Linked DNA regions of Mus musculus: region 2 is linked to region 1. A link is a contact called in public HiChIP or PLAC-seq data. All regions are on one chromosome and are shown on one strand. The core of a region is the stretch at or near the end of the contact, and the rest is flanking DNA. Distances in the headings are between cores, read along the strand shown. Region 1 has its middle 20 kb from the start of Gm40557. Region 2 overlaps Ttc7b (tetratricopeptide repeat domain 7B).

Region 1 (3,692 bases), core at 567-3,066:
CCAAGATGTCTGATGCTCTTTCACCTCTTCTGGCCTCTATGGGCAACAGGCACCATGCAAATACACACAGACAGGCACACAGACACACAGACAGACACTAATTCCCAGGAAATAAAAATAAACGAATCTTTAAAGAATGTGTGACTTGCAGGGTGTTAGTGGCAGCAGCACACAGACTTTAATCCCAACACTTGGGAGGCAGAGGCAAGAGGATCTCTGTGAGTTAGAGGAGTTCCAGGGCATGTATGACTCAGTGGCATTTAGTATCACATGCTGAGCAGTCACTATCTCTGTCAAGTTCCAAACATTGTCATCAGTCAGAAGAAAACCTTGTGCTCATCAGAAGTTGGTCCCTAACGCCTCCTCTTGTGGACACCGTGATTTGCCCTTTGCTGCGGATTTACCTATTAAGAACATTTTATTGCCATAAAAGATCACAGTCTGGGCTTCTGCTGTGTGGCTTCCTTCATCCAGCAAGGGTTTTTCAGTGCTGTGCATTACAGGCAAAAGAAGCATACCAGCTTGAACGGTGAGGTTCCCCACAAGATGGCTATGTTGAGGGGCTCCCAGCAGATACACAAGGCTTGTGTCAGAGTGAGGACCCCAGTGTCTGGACTCTGGATTGACCCCCCCCCCAAAAAAACCCCAAAGAAATAGGTACAGGAACCTTACTGTACCAGACGGTGTTTTTTTCTCCCTTGGTGTATGCATTGTTCCCATGGATCCCTGCTAAAGCTCATGCGTCACTGACCACGGAGTAAGGGAGCCCTCCAGGTGGAAGCAATGCACATGCCCACTGATGATACAAAGATGAAGGAAACAAGTCCATCTTTCAATGGATCATCATTTAGTCCTGAAGAGACACAATGTTACTTTTTGGGGGGTGGGGGTTGTTTTGTTTGTTTGTTTGTTTTCGAGACAGGGTTTCTCTGTGTATCCCTGGCTGTCCTGGAACTCACTTTGTAGACCAGGCTGGCCTCGAACTCAGAAGTCCACCTGCCTCTGCCTCCCAAGTGCTGGGATTAAAGACGCCAGCACACCTGGCAAGAAACAATGTTACTTAATAAGAGGCACAACCTTGAAAACATTATGCTGAGTGAAGAAAGCCACGTGCACGCATACACACACACACACACACACACACACACACACACACACACACACACACACACACACACACTGCATGGTAGATTCTATCGCTGTGAACACTGCATGGTAGATTCTATCGCTGTGAAAGATTCTTGGTAGGTAAATCCAGAGCGATCCCCAAAGGCAGTTTCCAGGAGGAGCTGTCCAACAAGGCTCTCTGGTGGTCCAAGCAGTGGGGCCTCGAGCATCCAAGACAGGCATGGCAGAAAGCAGTAGACTGTAGGTGGGAGCAGCCTGTTCTCCACTCCTGCCCTGACACCTCCTGCAGTACTCAGCTAGTTCTCTTCAGCTTCCAGCACACATCCTGCCATCCTGCAGCGCCACTGAAAGCGTCCACAGGCAGATGTGGGAAGAAAGAGGACTGGGACCAATGAGGGGCTTGTTCAGTCTCTAACGTATGTCCCCTTGGGGTCAGAGTCCCAAAAAGCAGTTTCAGATGAGGCTTGTTCCCTCTCCAAGCCTGGACCTTGGAACTCTGATCCAAACATACTCAGGAAGCTAGGACGGCTGCCGAGGTGTCTCCAGAAAACTGAAGAGAGCAAAGAAGACTTGCCAGTTTCCATGGAAACCATCCAAAATTTAAAAGACTAGGAGTTTAATCTCTCTCACACACACCCCTGCCTCTCTCCTCCCTCCCCACCCTCCCCTCTCTCCCCCACTCCACACTCACACACAAATCCCATTGTGCTGCATTATTCTGATGAGACCTTGGCGGGGCTGCCGAGAGGAGTCAGGATTTGGGGCTTTCTGTAGAACACGGAGCCCTAGAATTCATTTTATGGGTTTAAACTAAAGCATGAAGAAACATTTGGAATGCAAAATACCTAAATCCTCTATGCCGCGGAAGATCAAAAAATAAATAAATAAAAGAGGTGAAAGCTTTTTGCTAGATTAAAAGGAAAGAAGATGTGGGGGTGGGGTGAGGAAGGTTGGGAGCCTGTCTCTGGAGCTCAGCTGTCATTCCAGCCCACCCTGTCCAGTGTCTCCTTCTCTGAGGCTGCTGCAGATGACAGGACTGGACCTATTTTATTGCTTAGGTAGGAGACCCAATCAGAGCAAGGGACTAGTCATAAGATGTTCGTTGGGCTTCCGCGAGGGATAGCCTCTGCTGCTGTGGTCTGAAGTTTCTACATGAACAGCATTACCCAACTGGGAACTGGGTGGGGGTAGGGGGTGGGACTGGGAGCATCAAACTGCACATGAACCAAACACAGATTCTCTTGTCGTTACTCCCTAAACAATCCTAACAGCCACTTAGAAAGTATTTATATTGCATTAAAGCATCTAGAGATGGCTCAAAGCACATGCATGTTGTGTGACTAACCACTTTCCATAGGAGCGTTGAGTACTGGGGTTTAAGCATCTGCCTGAACACGCTCGTGCGCGCGCGCGTGTGTGTGTGTGTGTGTGTGTGTGTGTGTGTGTGGTTATCCTGGAACCAGACTCTTGGAAACTGACTTGTGCTGTGAGCCTATACCTGCACTATTTGTTTTTTTTAAACCTTCCGAGCCCTTCCCTCTTTCCCAGACATCTTATCTCATATATTTGCCCTAACTGCCCAGGTCTTGCTGCCCCTCACCTCATCAGTGGTCCATGTATTCCACTGATCAGCCTCTGGCTTTATTCAGTAACTTCATTTTTTTTTATTTTTTATTTTTTTTAAGATAGAGTCTCACTATGTGTATCTCTGAATGGCTGGAACTCACTAATCCAGCTGGCACTGAGCTTACAGAGGTCTAACTAGCTCTGCTACCCGAGAACCACCAGACCTGGCACTATTCTTAGTCCATGGAATATTTCAGCCAGGAAGTCATGCCAATGGATCTAATCCTGCCTCATTTATAAAGAAAATAAAATGATCCTCATTTTCTCAGAGTCCCCACAACAATCCAGCAAGGTCCAAGGCTTTATTACTGTACAAACATGAGCTTGAATCTTGAGAGATTTTCAGTGGCTTGCCCAAGGTCTCATGGCCCTGTACCCACTGTGTTTTCTGTTTTTATTTCTCTTGATGAAGATGAGTCTGAATATGTGTGGGGTGAGCGTGTGTACTTGCCTAGGCCCTGCAAGCCCAGGGTGTCCCTTATCCCACTTGGCTGCTGGTCTCCATGAGGTACCAGCAGGCTTGTAGCTTGGGGATCTTAAACAGCGCATAGCAGGCCAGTCTTGTGTCCCTGACCATGTCAAACCCCAGAGACCTCTTTGAAGTGCCATGACGCTCCAGATGAACAACATAAATTCATGGAAATGTTTCACAAGGGCGTTTTTCCTCTGCCGGTCTCCATTTCCGTGAAAAACACAGCCTTGGAGGTAAACACTGTTTGCTGCAAAAAGGGAGCGAGAACTGATTTCCCTCCACACCCCCAGCCCCCAGCTCTGTTTCCTCTGCCCTTCCGCCCTGCAACATGCAGGGTCCCCCAGAGGCCCAAGCTCCAAAGATGGATGATGGTTGCCCCAGGGACATCTGGAGCCTCAACAGTTTCCAGGTCTCCTCGATGATCACACCATCTGTCCCGGAGAAGCAAAATTGGGGAGGGGCTTTG
Region 2 (3,692 bases), core at 741-3,240, 94 kb after region 1:
AATAAATTAAAGCATCCGCCATCACTCCTGCTCACAGAGACGTGTTCAGACTACAGATTCAGGAAAGGTCATAGTCATTTTATGCTCTAACCTGGTATGGTCATACCCAGAGGTGACCTGTTACTGGCACTGGCTGATCCAGCATCAGTCCTATAACCCTGTTACAGGCAGTTCTTGTTCTGACTGTACACTCTGCTAAAAGGAAGGCCCCTCTTTCCTAAAGAACGGAGAAGGGGCAAGTGCACAGGGAACCTCACGCTTGCATCCTGGGGGCCTGGAGGAGTCTCGTATTTCCCATGTGACTTTCATGCTACTGGTTTTGGAGGAAGGTCAGGTACTGAGGTGAGGTGCTTGTGCTAGGCCAGAACCATGTCTACATCCCTGAGGGCAGACCAGAGGTTGGCATGATTGCTGTAGAGGAAACATGACATGTCCTGGTCAGACAGATCTCCAGTGCATGTCAGAGCTATGTTCTAGATGCTGTTGCTTCTGCTCCGAATTGTCTACTCTTAGCCACTACTCTTTCTGGCCCTGGCCTGGGCAGTTCTGCAGTACTTCCTTCCCCGGTTCCTTCAGCCCTGCCTCTGCTCAGCGCCACAGCAGCTTCTGAGGCGTGGCCTTGAGTGTTCTTCATCCATGGTCCCTCTGATGTCTCTCTGCTTCCCTCCTTAACAGCAATTCCCTCTCTGGCCCATGAGTGCAAGTGATATAATGGCCAAAATGGCTCTCTGGAAGAAAAAAAGCCCAGATGTGTGGCATTTGCCATTTTCTACAAAGTAAGTCCTTCTATCAAGACTAAACCATACTGCTCTCTTGAGGGTTGAAGGGAACAACACAAACCCCGATTTTCTTCCAGCACTGAGAATACAGAGGGGCACAGGATGAACTTTCTTTAGCATGGAGCAGCTCTGGTAGGGGCCCCAGGATCTATGCATCTCCCGAGGAATGTGTCACCCTGGAAACATGGCTAACTCTCTGCAGCTTCCCCCTGGTTGCCAGCAACATGACCTCTGAGCTTGACTTCCCAGAGATCCTTCTGAGCTGACAGCTGTGTTGCCTATGATGCTTGCTGGTGGGTGTGCAGGCATCTGAGTGAGGTAGTGGTGGCTGGAGGGGGCTGCTGCCAGCAGGAAGCTGGTGACTGTAGCTGGCTCTTTAATCAAAGGCACAAGTGTATTTGTTACCTTTGTATAAAACGCAGGCGGCAGGTAAAGAATTTAACAGCTTATGGGAGTTCTAATTAGAGAGCCAATTATAACTCGATTGACCTGCCTTGCTTTGGAGGGCCTGGAAACTCGCATGTTGTCCTTAGGAAGAAGCAGATTTTGCTTCTAGTTTGTTCTGGGAGATCTCCGCAGGGATCTTTGGCTCTGGCCCCATGCATCTGTCTAGATCTGGCAGCCTGGTGCAGAGGATGAGAGAGAACCTGCAGGGCCCTGGACTCCTATAGGGAGGGGCCGAGCTTTATTTATGAAGACACAGCATCCACTGTCAGAGGCTGCTCTGTGCCAGGCTAGCGGCTTCTGCTGCATTTAGAAGGACACTGGCCAGAATTTCAATTATAGATCTAATCAAGAGTCAACTCTTAGCTAGGCAGGATCCCAGGCCAGTATGTATGTGTGTGTGCGTGTATGTGTGTGTGTGTGTGTGTGTGTGTGTGTGTGTGTGTGTGTGTGTGCATGTGCGTGTATCATCTCCCTACTCCTCTCAGCAAATCACTGTTGTTACCAGCCTGGAGAACAGGCACCAGACAGACATGAAAAGGGGGTGCTTCATACGTCTAAACATTTGTCATTTGACACACCTGCAGGCCTCTAGCTCACATGTGTGATCATGGCTTACTCCTGCTAGGGTGATCACCACCATCCCTCATGGATAGAAGAACCGAGGCCCAGAGAAGGAAGGCAACTTGCCCAGGGGCCTCAGCTCTGTTGTGTGGAAACTGTGTCTAATTCAAGCCATGTCTGCTCCTGATGTGTAGCCAAGAGAGGCTGTGCCGTCTGAGCTCCTCCTTCTGCACGGTGCAGGAGCAGGGCTGAGTCCCGCATGGAGAGCAGAGAGGACTGAGCTCAAGGACGTGGGATCTGGTAGAGCCACAGCCAAATCCCTTCTACAGGGACAAGCAGTGGCATCCGCATGATTGACTGGTCAGAGCCTAGATTTCCCACGAGTGTTGCTTCTCTCCTGCTCCCTAAGTGCTGGCACGCCACGGACTGTGCTCTTGGCCTCTCTCTTGCTTCCTCTCTATGATTTTTGCCTTAGCTTCAGCTATTGCCTGTTGCCAACCCCAAGTCACTGACCCAGCCTAGTCGTGTGCGGCCTGCTATCACTAGGTAGTTCTTCCTGGAGCAGGTGCCTGATGCCAGGCTAGCACTCTCCAGTCCGTGCACCAAGCCTTACTGGGCTTCCCTGCTCAGCACTTCTCATCTTGAACTGTCCTTAAGGATTCTGTTACCAGGTTACCAGCCCAGAGCATGGTCTCTCTACAGAGCAAATATAATCACATTGGCTTGGCTGTTTAGATTTTATCTTGTACAATTTCAAACCTTCAGAAAAGCAAAAAGGCTAATATAACAAACTAATAGCCAAAGTTAACAGCTGCTAAACCTTTTCCTTATAAAGAAAATTGTGGTGTGTGCGTGTGTGTGTACACATGCACATGCGTGCACCATGCTATGCTTGCATAAGTCAGAGGGCAGCTTTTGGCGTCGGTTCTCTCATGGGTCCTGAGAATTGAACTCAGGTTGTCAGGCTTGGTGGCAATCACCTATTGATTCACCGCACTGGTACTGCTAACTTTCTTCTGTATTAGCTTAATTAATCTATTTTGGGGGAAGGGTGATTATTTATTATAAGTGACAGGCATTTTTATCTCTAAACCCCCTTTAAAATTAAGGATGTTTTTTTATAACCACTTGAGCATCTCAGACTCACACTGTATATAGTACCCTCAGAAGTGATGTAGTCAGGACTTCTGGTACAGTCATCACCGGCATCCGCCTTGTTCTTTCCTAGTTGGTTTCTGCTAAAATGAAGAAGCTGTGATGATCTCTAACTCTGCAGTTCACCTAACTCACTGGTGAGGTGAGGTCTGAAGGCACACACCTGCTACGTGTCCATTTTGGACTTCTATTTGTTATTCAAAGAGACCTTCCCACGGGAGATGGCTTCCCAAAAGCTTTGGGCCTAAAAGTTTTACCATTCTTCTGCAAGTCCAGAAATCAAGTGGAGCTGACATGGCCCAAAAGGAGCCCACAGCACTCAGCAGGGAGTTCAGAACATGGTGGCAGTCATACGCTTAATCCATGTTCAAAGGTAGGTAGCAGGCTAGGGAGGGAGGCAGAGTGAAAGAAACTCAGGATTAAGATGCAGGGGCCAGGAATTTGTAACAGGAGTTGGAAACATTATAGGGAAACACAGACCAACCCAGGCAAAAAATCTCCATGTCTTTCCCAAGCCAAGAAGTTTCCTGTGTGCGGCAGGAAGGCAGAAGAGCCTAGTTGGTATGCTGTATTGGAACAAGAGGACAGCATTTCTAAGGATAACGGCATGGGTAGGATATATCAGATTTGGAAACATTTAGGTACTGAGACTGAATTGGCTGCCAGTCACCTAAGACTTCAGAGCAAAATCAGAAGTAAGCAGAGCTCTGGTATTTCCCTCCAGCTGAGGTGAAGAAAGACTTAATGCTA

Evidence for each region. HiChIP or PLAC-seq counts read pairs in DNA pulled down with a chosen protein or histone mark.
Region 2: a contact with region 1 is called in an H3K4me3 HiChIP or PLAC-seq map of forebrain, with 2.5 times the contacts expected there. The contact joins two enhancer-like sites. A contact is called at or near these places in 1 of 39 promoter capture datasets (neural stem cells), 10 of 484 Hi-C or Micro-C datasets (adipose-derived mesenchymal stem cells, bone marrow-derived macrophages, cerebellum and 6 more) and 4 of 115 datasets of contacts at active chromatin or transcription factors (SST interneurons, bone marrow-derived dendritic cells, forebrain and 1 more).

The regions. Positions count from the first base shown.
Region 1 is chr12:100,220,280-100,223,971 of GRCm38.p6, forward strand. No RefSeq gene overlaps it. Among named protein-coding and RNA genes, the nearest start is that of Gm40557, 20 kb to the right of the region's middle. Within about 2 kb of position 1,817, at least 49 of the 459 cell types and tissues checked have an H3K27ac peak or open chromatin away from gene starts, as enhancers often do. A contact at or near this core is called in cerebral cortex, forebrain and neural stem cells, where this site is marked.
Region 2 is chr12:100,314,276-100,317,967 of GRCm38.p6, forward strand. The region is part of intron 19 of Ttc7b (tetratricopeptide repeat domain 7B); the gene reads right to left. Among named protein-coding and RNA genes, the nearest start is that of Gm51958, 33 kb to the right of the region's middle. Within about 2 kb of position 1,991, at least 43 of the 459 cell types and tissues checked have an H3K27ac peak or open chromatin away from gene starts, as enhancers often do. A contact at or near this core is called in cerebral cortex, forebrain and neural stem cells, where this site is marked.